Regions from separate parts of the Mus musculus genome. Here region 2 is linked to region 1. The links are chromatin contacts, called in public Hi-C maps. All regions are on one chromosome and are shown on one strand. Each heading gives the region's core, a stretch centred on a gene start, on an enhancer-like site or on the middle of the called end of the contact. The rest is flanking DNA. Distances are from core to core; before and after follow the strand shown.

What was found. Hi-C and Micro-C count contacts between places; a contact is called where the count stands out from the background.
Region 2: a contact with region 1 is called in a Hi-C map of cardiomyocytes, with 2.1 times the contacts expected there. The contact joins two enhancer-like sites. A contact is called at or near these places in 3 of 484 Hi-C or Micro-C datasets (Th1 cells, cardiomyocytes and cerebral cortex) and 3 of 115 datasets of contacts at active chromatin or transcription factors (bone marrow-derived macrophages, cardiomyocytes and heart atrium).

What each region holds. Positions count from the first base shown.
Region 1 is chr17:9,757,246-9,762,748 of GRCm38.p6, reverse strand. All of the region lies in intron 3 of 4930452A19Rik (RIKEN cDNA 4930452A19 gene), which reads left to right. Among named protein-coding and RNA genes, the nearest start is that of 4930452A19Rik, 16 kb to the left of the region's middle. Within about 2 kb of position 3,143, at least 47 of the 459 cell types and tissues checked have an H3K27ac peak or open chromatin away from gene starts, as enhancers often do. A contact at or near this core is called in cardiomyocytes and heart atrium, where this site is marked.
Region 2 is chr17:10,410,618-10,415,990 of GRCm38.p6, reverse strand. The region is part of intron 4 of Pacrg (PARK2 co-regulated); the gene reads left to right. Among named protein-coding and RNA genes, the nearest start is that of Gm39565, 42 kb to the right of the region's middle. Within about 2 kb of position 1,895, at least 7 of the 459 cell types and tissues checked have an H3K27ac peak or open chromatin away from gene starts, as enhancers often do. A contact at or near this core is called in cardiomyocytes and heart atrium, where this site is marked.

The DNA of each region.
Region 1 (5,503 bases), core at 1,894-4,393:
AGAGCGCAGCTCTGGGGATGAGAAGCCCACATGCAGGGCCTTTTGGTCTCAGGCCTCCTTTGTTATCATCTTAATTCTGCTGTGTTTTCCTTTTCTAAGCTTCAGAAATCATTGACTGGAAACAAGCACCCATGCCCCACAGTGCACAGAGGCTGAGGGAGGCTTGGTGGGAAAACAGATGGCCACGGGTAACCCACCTACAGTCAGGCAGGCAGTGCAGGAGGGGTAGGAAAGAGGCTCAAACAATGCTTCTCTATGAAATGGGGGTGCACTGAGACGTTCTCATCCTGTCTCCCCATCCCTGCTTCCGCTTCAGTTTACTTGATATTGTGTTCTTATTCTTAGCAAAATAGTTTTTAAAGATATGTTATTTTAAAGTATGTATGTGTACGTGCATGCTTTTAACTGCTGAGTCATCTCTCCAGACCCCATTAGCTAAACTACCTGTAAAGGCTGAACCATCACTACCTGAGTATTCTCGTGTGAAGGACAACAGAACCCAATGTGAAGATGAGAATGTTTAGAAAAATTAACCATCTAAAGGAGGCACAAGGCTCTTTTGGTCTCTTGAAAACCTGTCAAGTGGAGAATAAAGATAAATCCAGACGATTCTAGAAAGGTAGAAGCAACATCAACAGGTGGGCGCTGTATGAAGTTTCCTGAGCATAAATTCATAATTCAGTGTAAGGATGTTTTTTAGAATTAGTTATATCTGCCCACGAGTGATGAAGACAGAACAGGTTTGCTGGTATATTTGAGAATTGTAGATTCCTGAGTACTCCAAAGGTGTGAGATGGATTTACCGGCATCAAGGACGTTGCTCCAAGGGTCAACTGCACTACTAAATGACTACATGTCAGAGATTATTGTCTGTCCTTGGAAATGCAGCCTGCTCTAGGCTGGCTGAAATTCATCTCTGGGAAATGGTTGGTCTGCTGGGAATGCTACTTCCCAGCCTCATTTACTTACACTTGAGACCTGGCGACCAGGCTTGACCATGGGCACGAAAGCAGAGGTGGTAGCCATCTTTCCTTTGTCACTGTGGCTGGGAAGCTAGTCTCCATCTGCATCCTTCTTCCCCATCTGTGATTTGAGGCTGAGTACCATGCAGCCCCGTATATGTTGCAGTCATGATAAGGAAGGAGGTTCGGGCCTTGAGAGCTTCCCTCAGTCCAAGAACTGGCCTGAACTGATAAAGAGGCCATCTTTATACCCTCCAATTCAGGTGTTCATTCACTTTACATGGAAGTTAGCTTTACTCTCCCTGACGTAGCCACTCAAATTCCTTCAAAACTGGGAAGAGACTGGAGATTCTAACCAATGTGGGTCATCTCTGGGATTTATAGATTACAGAACAATTTGTTTTCCAGTATGAATTGTACCCAGAACAAATGTTTCTGAATCTTGGATCTGTTTATCTATCTATCTATCTATCTATCTATCTATCTATCTATCTATCTATCTATCTATCTATCTATCTATCTATCCATCCATCTGTTTATTATTTTCAGCTCCAATTAAGAGCCTTCATTTGGGCATTTTTGTTAAACCCTCTCTAACAGTGAATGGAACTGAATAACCTTCTTCATTATGAGTTATCGTGTGGGTTTCTTGGGCAGTGTTGGGGATACTCGGTCACAGAATATTTTGAGATTGAAGCCACAGAGAACAGCAGATCCCTAAATGGGACTAAGATGGCAATTCCACTAGTGACTGGAGGACAGATAGACCATACAGAAGCCAGAAACAGCTGCTGAGCAGCTCAGAATATTGTCTTCCCAGCTTCTCCAAGGCCTGAGCTGAGAAACCAGATTTCTTCTGGGTGTACATCACTCTTTCCTCTCCTTTGAAGGACACTGAATTTCCATAAAACCACAAAGGCCAGAAGCACACTCAAGACCAAAATAGCACTGAGGTTAAAAAAAAAAAAAAAGAGTAACCTTGGTTAAACAGTGTCGCTCCACGGCCCATGGCCATTAAGTACTAATGCACTGGAGATGCTATGGTAGAATATATGGGCCCCCTTTTGAATCATAGGACCTTAGGCAATAAGAGCATAAACATTTGTTGGCAAGCAGGGCAATGAAGCAGAATGCAGTTAGTTCAGATGCAGGCATGTTGATTTCCTGTGCTATGCTCAGCTGGACTCTGAGATCGTCAGTACTGTGAACTCAAACCTACATCCCCAGCCAGATTCCTACAGAGGGAGGGGACAGGAGGGACGGATGGCCAGCTTGCTTTGCTCCTGTGTGCTCAGTCTAATCTGTACATATGTGCAGATCCATATTTAGAATTTGTCTAGGCAGAGAGTGGTGAGCCATGGAAGCTTTTGCTTATCACTTGAAGGATGCTGGGGAGTTGTACGCCAAGCTTCTATCAGGAGCCCTATTCTCTTCCTCCTCACAAATCCACAAAGACAGAATCTGCTGATGTGGAAACGAAGGCTGTCTGTCTGTCAAGGACACGGGACATTTGTGTCCTTCGCCTACCAGTTTCTGTCATATTGGCAGGCAGATGTAAGGCTCATGTGGGGCCACGGTGGGTCAATAACGTCAATATGGTTTTGAGTTTACATTCAGCTTTTCTTTGACTAAAGAGAGAGCTTTTATGTATAATTAAGGCTTGGAAAATGGTGTCAGCACTTTTCCTTTGAGAAAAAAAATAAAAAGGGTGAGGGCAGCTGCTAGATGGGCTAAAGTCTGTGGTCTTTCTCTTCAGTATTGTGGCTGGTGGTAACTCCAGGCTGTGATGTTTGCTGCCCTGGAGACATGAAATGTCCTATGGGAATGACTGTAACCAAGAGTCCCTCCCCCATTCTGTGTAGCTGCTGCACCCCCCTCTCAGATGAGTCCAAAATTTTCAGAGACAGCCTAGTTATGGCTAAGGTTTCAAGCCCCAAGTCCTTCACTGCTCTGAACGCCACCCTGATGTGACCTGTCACCTCCATTCCAACACTCTGAGAATAGCCCGCCCTGGTTGCCTCTGTGTCCTTGATGCTCAGCCATGTGTGACTCTGGCTGCCCAGACCTGAGGCTGCGGGTCTCAGGAAGGGCCAGCATCCTCAGTGAGCACCTCTCTCCGTACCACACACATCGGATTGATTCCAGAGAGCCTCAGAGAGGGCTGTGTGCCTTTCAGTGTAACAAAATCACTGTGGTAGTGGTTCCCAAGTTCTTCCTCAGATCTGGTAACCCCCCCCCCCAACCCCAAGAGCCCTCCGATATCATTCCCCTGGCTCCCCCTAGTGGCCCAGGGGTCCCCAACCAGAACGTTTTTTATTACAGGGTTTTTTTTGTTTTTTGTTTTTTTTTGTTTTTTGAGATTATAATATAATTACATCATTTCTCACTTTTCTTGCCAAACCCTCCCACATACCCCTCCTTGGTTTATAAGTTCATCATCTGCCTAAGGAGATTTCTGATGAGCCTGTTTCTATACCACATGTGAGGGCAACTGGATCCACCCTGATTCTAAACCCAGAATGTGGGGTCCTGGGAACTCTGGTGTTTTTATGCTCCCATCTCTGAATGCTAGTCAAAATTTCTGCCAGGGACCTTAGGGGCCACTTACCTTTGAGGTTGGGTTGGGACATCTTGTCTTTTTGTTTGTTTTATTTTGAAGACAACATGAGCCGACTCTGGCCTGGACCTCATCCGGGAATGCAGATGGGGCTCAGCTTTAAATGATTGCCTGCCTTAGTTTCCCCAGTGATCAGTAGCAGCGTGAGCTATGGTGGCAGTCTACTTTAATGAGAAGTCCAAGAGTAGAAGGTGAGGGACCAACTATCTCTGATGCTATGTCTGGCACCAGTCCTAAGCCATCCAGGTTGCTGATTTCTAACAGCTGTGTTAGAAAAGTTCATGGACATCACTAACATTTCTCTCTTGTGTGTTTCAGCCACACAGTTCTCAAATATCCACAGACACCATAGCAGCCCAGGTGAGCCAAACTAAGCAGCCAGCATCACTGCCCTCATGTTGAGCCACAGGGGTTGGGTCCTCAGAGTGCTGCTGCCACTGCTGCGAATTTGTATATATTTTTAAAGAAAAGTAAGCAAGTTAAGTTTATTGCAAAGGAAGGCTATAGCTCTCTGCAGCAGAGGAAAGGGTCAGAAACTGGTTGCTCTGCGGGTAATTTTAATTTTTTTTTCTATTTAGTTGCTTTTTTTCTTACTAAAGAATAAGGGGTTTTCTGTTAGACATAACTTAAAGGATCTTTGTTAGGGAATAGGGTGAGGGTATGGGAAGGGGCAGTTTGGGGTGGGTAAGCATGGGACCTCTTGGTTCAGAGCCTGGCTCCACTGTTTTTACTGGACCATTGAATGAATGGTCCACAGCCAATACCCACCCATCTGTGCCTTCATCTTCGGGACTGGCCTAGGTAAAGCTGTAAGCCTCCCTTACTCCATGTAGACCATTCTTACTGGAAATGAGGCCAGGACACAAGTCTATACCTCTGACCTTTCATTTGGGCACATTAATGCTTCACAATTTTGACAAAGGGAAGTTAACTTGGGTTTGGAAAGTTAGGAAAAGGTGTTGCTGCCATGCAGATCCCTTGCTCAATGAGGGCCAGTGAATCCTTTGCCCACTGAGTGCCAGCTCTCTCTCTCTCTCTCTCTCTCTCTCTCTCTCTCTGAGTGTGTGCATGCGTTTGTGCGTGTGCGATAATGGCTGATGCAACTGTTGGAAACCAGAGGCTTAGCTCATGGGTGCTTCCATGGTTGGGTCAGGGTATGCTTTATTTGTAGAAGGCTGACTAAATCTTGACCCCAGCTATCTTGGCAAGCTGCAAGTGGCCATGTGAGAGATGAGCTTCAGGCTCAAGCCCAGCTCCTGGAAGACAGGTGTCTACAGAGAAGGATGGTACTACCCTCAGAGACTCCTGTAAGGAAAGCAGGCCTTTAATGATGTGGGGGAGCTGAACCCACGGAAGGGGTATCTAGGGAGATAGATGGTATGAACCAAAAGTAAGGAAACTGGCTGTGAGCTATTGGGTAGGAAACACACACACACACACACACACACACACACACACACACGAAAAGAACTGTGGGAAGCCTGTGCTCTCAGGGGACAGATGCTGTCCCTAGGGTCCTTCAGCTCAGGGACCACACTGATCACAGGTTCCTTTTCTTTGCCTGTCCTGGCCATTGGTTTTCCTGGCCAAACCTGCCATATTTTCTCCCAGGACACATGCATGGTGTGCCATTTTGAAGGAGAATCAACAAAAACAGAAGTCAGGTTGGAAGGCATCCATGCTGTCTGGGTGTCAGAAGAGGGGGTGTTAACATCGTCTCTTAATTTGCCATCACATCATATACCCCTACCTTAAAATGAAGAACAAGAATAGTACTTTTTCCTCTTCTTCAGAGACCCCTCCCTGGTACTGGCATAAACTCACATGTGCAGAGACCAGTCAGGCTTGCCCCCTGTATCCCCCTCTCTGGACCCCCATGTGTACTGTGTGTCTACCAGGCTGCTCACAGGTGGCCTTAGGGGCC
Region 2 (5,373 bases), core at 646-3,145, 650 kb before region 1:
ATTAGATTTACAGTATGACTATTAACAGCCACTTAGCTATCTCTCCTCAAAAACAATAAAGAAGGGAATCGTTTTGCAGGCACTAAGCCCCCACAGGAATGCCACAAGATGCTATCTGAATAATTTGAGGCCCCCACATCATGGTCATGATGAAAGGAAACTCCACATTTTCCAGTTGATTTGCTAGAATGGCAACTCTCAGAGAGAAGCAGCAATAGAGGAAATAACAATAGCAAAACATGTTCCTGAGATTCGAAAAGTCAAGACTTAGTGATGGCACAGCACAGAACTATTGACTTTCATCTACCCAATCCTGCCTGCCACAGTGGGAAAACAAGGTCATTCACTTAGACACCAGGACTGCCGAGGGTCTGGAGGAAGAGGAGGAAATTACTGAGTATAAGCTTAAGCTAGAAACTATTGACACGTGAAATCCTCCCGTCAGGGACCATGACTACCTGGGCTGCAGACAATCTGCAGCTTAGTGACAGTGTGTCCTGTAGGTGATCACACATGTCCTGACCCCACTGCTCTTGACTCCATCATGATCCAACGCCATGTTTTAACATCACTGTGACCCTCTGAAGTGGTAGAATGAGCCTCTTTTATCAAACACTAGGGTAAAATGTAGACTACACAGTGCTCACTGGGGTCTCTCCCTGCCCATTCAAGAGGAAAGTTACATTATGGATAATCTGCCGTGATGAAGGAGTAGTGTGCATGCAGTTATAATGACCAACATGTTTCAATGGGCTTTGATAGCGCTAAAGACACAACCTGCAGACTCTTACTCCTCACTGCCTCCATCCTGTGGATATAGCATCAAGGCTGTTTCTGTCAGAGCGAATTGGTAGCAGGCTATGCAGGGTCAACAGCAAGTCGGCCTGCATCCTCTTGACTGTCCCCCAAACCATCGTTTTGTTACTGTGCTGTCTCTGTCCCCACTCATCTGGACAGAGTCCTGATTCAGAAAAAAAAGCAACCGGGTATGCTAAACTCAAGAATTTCAGGAGATAAAAATGTAAGCCAGGCAAACAAACATTCTTTTTTCAAAAGTCTCACACGTCAGCATGTTCCACTTATCAGCACTTCCAACAAGCTCTGGTGTCCATTCTTGTGCAAATCCAACTTTGCTCTGGCAAATTAAATGGTCACATATTAATTTTCCTTTACAGTCTCTCTCTCTCTCTCTCTCTCTCTCTCTCTCTGTGTGTGTGTGTGTGTGTGTGTATGTGTGTCTGTCTGTCTGTCTGTCTGTCTGTCTGTCTGTCTGTCTCTGTGTGTCTGTATGCATGCATGTCCTCAAGAAGTTTTGATTAGACTCAGCAGAGCTGCAGACACTGGTGAGTCCAATCAAAACTTTGGACACTGGTGAGTCCGTTGCTATGCAAGCCCCAGACACTTGGTGAATGTCCCTTGCCACATTTAACTTACCTACGTGAAAGCTGATAAAAGTTGATCGCCAGAGCTTTGAAAGATAGTTCAAGGTTATTTTTAACTGAGACACTTAGGAATGGCTAGAGGGTGTTAGCTCTGTCCCGTTTACAGCACTTAGCTCAGTTTAGCACAGCAGATTGCTTTGATTTGTTCATTAAATATATAATTTTTTTGCATTAATTGAGCTCATTTGATGAGAACTATTCCCACTCTATAAAATTTCTGGCTAATGGCTTGGAAATCTATTCAAATTCTGTACTCATAAATTCATTTCAGAACTTTCAAAGAGTAGATCTTTCAGGCAAGCTGAGATGTAGCCCGCATATCCAAGCAAAGCCTAACCTATAGAAAGACTGGGGCAGCACAACACGGCTTCTTCGTGCCAGCACAATCACGGAGAGCATTTATTTAATTTTTTAAAGTAGAACAAATCGTGCATCACACCATACAAGTCTTTAGCTCTGGGCTTTGTGCCTGGAGGCAGGCTGTCACCTGCAGATTCCCTCACACGGCACCCTTATACAGGGTACAAGATGGCTTGGGAGCTGAGATCATTATGTAAATGAACGCTTCTTCTACATTTATTTGTCTGTGTGTGCACATGTGGGTGCACACGTGCTCTCTCTCTCTCTCTCTCTCTCTCTCTCTCACACACACACACACACACACACACACACACGGAAACCCAAGAACAACCACCCAGTTCCATTCCAAAGGTGCCATCTACTTTTTTGCTTTTTATTCTTTTAGGGACAGGGTCTCTCACATGCCTGGGGCTCACAAAGCAGGCTCAGCTGCCTGATGAGCCTCAGGGATCCACCTATATCTCTGTCTCCTCAAGGTCGGAACTGCAAGAGCATGCCACCATACCTGGCTCTTTTGAGTGGGTTCTGGATGGGGCAGGTTGGGAGGATGCTTTGGCCCTCATGCTTGGAAGGATGGACTTTAGCAATGAAGCTCTTTGTCCAGCACTAGACAAAAGTTGTAAGGACCATAACATGTGAAATCAAATTTTGGAGAACTCAGACTACTACTTGATTTGAGAATAGCATCTTTTAGAAAGCCTCAGTTACAGAAAAGAAAACAAAACCACAAGACTAAGAAGTGGTGGTTGTGTTGTGGTGTTGTGTTGAAACGGAAGGTGGTGCTAACCTTTGCCATGCAGGCTCACCTAGACAGTCCACAGGCAGCTAAAATTATCCCAGCAACTTTGCAACATTCCCGAGTAGGCTTCTGTAAGTTCTTCCAAACAAAAAAAGCATTTGTGTTAGTCTTTATCAAGATGACAAGAAATGACCAAGTATCTCCGAGAGAAATTTAATCAAGCTAAACTTAAATATTAATTACAAGCTCCATGCAGATCTAAGTTTTCTGGAGCAAAGGCTGCTAACAAAGTCACTGGGATAATCAAACTTTTCCCTTTGGAAAAGGAGAGATTGTTCAGTGGTTGTTTGGCCTTCTCCTTCCACCTGGAGATTACGCATAGCATGGGAGTGTCCTGCTGAGCATCTCATAGGAAGACCATGGCCTCCCCATCTTCATGAAGACTGGAAAGCTTGAATGTGATTCAGAAAGGTCACCAACACTTGTGACTTTCCTGTGGCCTTCTGTGTCTGTTTTGAAAGCTGTTGAAAGGCCAGTATGCCCCCTTAGAAGGTCCCTACTTCTCAGCTTCCCGCCTGATCCTCTAGGCAAGCCTCGCCAAGCAGCCACAATCTCCCCCATTTACACCAAAAGCCCCAGACGTCCCTCATCTGTGAGTAAGACACATAAACCCTAATAAGTTCTCATAAGGATGAGAAGATTAAATGTGAAACTAACGTTGCAGTTCCCCACGGGTTGACCATGGATCCTCAGCACTGAAAAAAAGTGCTTGAGACCCCTGACTTTGTCATCCTGCTCATGATGAAGGAAAGCGAGCATGACCACCCCTCTCACAGGCATGATGCCATGTGCTGGTGCCCCCCATGGGAGATGCTGGGCAATCCAGCTGCATCGAATCCAGTACCTGCTGGCATCGAGTCCAGTACCTGCTGGCTGCCTTCCTCACCTGGCGCCTCCCTGGAGTCAAGGCGCCTACTCTATGGGGCTGACACCCCGCTGTACTGGGGAGGCAGTGTTCTGCACCCTTCCAGCCCTCCTGTGGTGACAAGTGACACCCCTCTTTCTTCCTTCTCACACATAACAGGGTCCTGCTCTATCCCCCCCTTTCAGTACCATACCATCACCTACGGCTTACGTCACTTTGATTGTCCAACCCGCCTGGACATGGCTTCTCCTTTCCTTGGAGGGAAGAGAGAGTAGTCTTTGGCTCATACAGCTATTGTTTCACAAGACCTTTGCTGCCTAAGAGGCCCTGTGCTCTTGCTGTCGTGACTCCATCCTGAGGCAGCAAGTGCTCAGCAGATGTAGAGAATTCGTAATGCTCTGCATCTTTCTTGATGCATCTGCTCACTAGATCATAGAGAGATCAGTTCTCACCTCAAAAGCCTTCACTCTGCCCCTTCCCCTGACTGTAGCCTCTATCGGTATGTTCATTCCAGACAGGGATAAACTAGTAATTTCACCTATATTTTTCTCTCAGTATGACATCCAAATCAAAGCAGTCATTAATCAATGAAGATTCTAATTTGCCTTTTGTTGTTGTTGTTGTTGTTGTTGTCGTCTTGACCAAATCATTTTCAACTGGACATTCAAAAAAGTTATGAGTTATGCTGTACTAAGGACTAATAAACCTTACAGACATTGAAATCATGGACCCAGACAACATGTGTGTCAACAAATAATTTAAATTTTGACAGTGTTCTCTTGCCTGACTAGAATTAATTTGGTAAACATTTGTTCGCTTCAAGTTTTCTTAGAACTTGACTTAAAAACTGAACTTGGTGTTGCCGGGGTCTGTGGATTGCTTTGAAGAAACGTATGCTGCTGTGTTGGTAGGAGCTGTCTGCTGGAGAGCTGTCCTTGCGCAGCACCTGTCCACAGTGATATTGAAACAGTATAAAGGGCTGCAGTAGGGTGAGAGGCTGAAGGCACATCCATTTCTTAAACAGAGGCCATGACTAAGGTTGAGGTAAACAGCTGCTAAGTTACAGAGAATTTTATTTTATTTCTAATTGAAATTTTTCATACAATATATGCTGGTCATTTTCCCCCTCCCCCTACTCGTCCCAGATTCTCCCTACATTGCCTGTTACTGCGGAATTTGTTCCTTGGGCCCAGTGCCTCCTCCCCCAACACCGGACCTTAGACAAGTAATGTTATGCTGCTGTTGAAAAATGACAGCTGTTTAGAAGCATCCCTTGTCTAGGGGGTGAAAATTTGGGTACTAAACTGGCTGTTAGCCACCACCCATCACATTGCAGTTCCATGAGTAATGTCCACCATCCACAGGGGCCCTTCTGGAGCCCTCAGGGGTAATGGCTCAGCTGATTCCTGCTTTCGTCCACAGCTCCCATGTCAGAGCTCCCATGTCAGGGAGAAGCAGAGTGTGGGACACCCAGCTTCAGTGTCAGGAGAGAGAGAGAGAGAGAGAGAGAGAGAGAGAGAGAGAGAGAGAGAGAGAGAGAGAGGCGAAGAGTGGGACACCCAGCTGGGCACCCAGGGTTTGCTTCAAAGCTTTCTTCTTCAGAGAAAAGAGACCTTGTGAATTTCATTAATGTCAACAAGATCTGAGCAGCCTGAAGGATGTAAGCCCTTGGGCATCTCCAGCGTGCCAGCTGAGATGGTTATTAAAAGTTTGTGGTTGCAACACTGTTGCAGCTTTAATTCACACACCAACCACAAACCAAGAGTTTGGAAATATCCACTGCAGAGTCGTCCTTCAGGGTACAGTCTCCAACAGGATTCCAGGCTGTGGAAGAGACAGTGCCCAGGTGTGGCGTCTGGCACAGAAACACCAAGAATTCCCAATGGGGTGACATATAACCATGATTT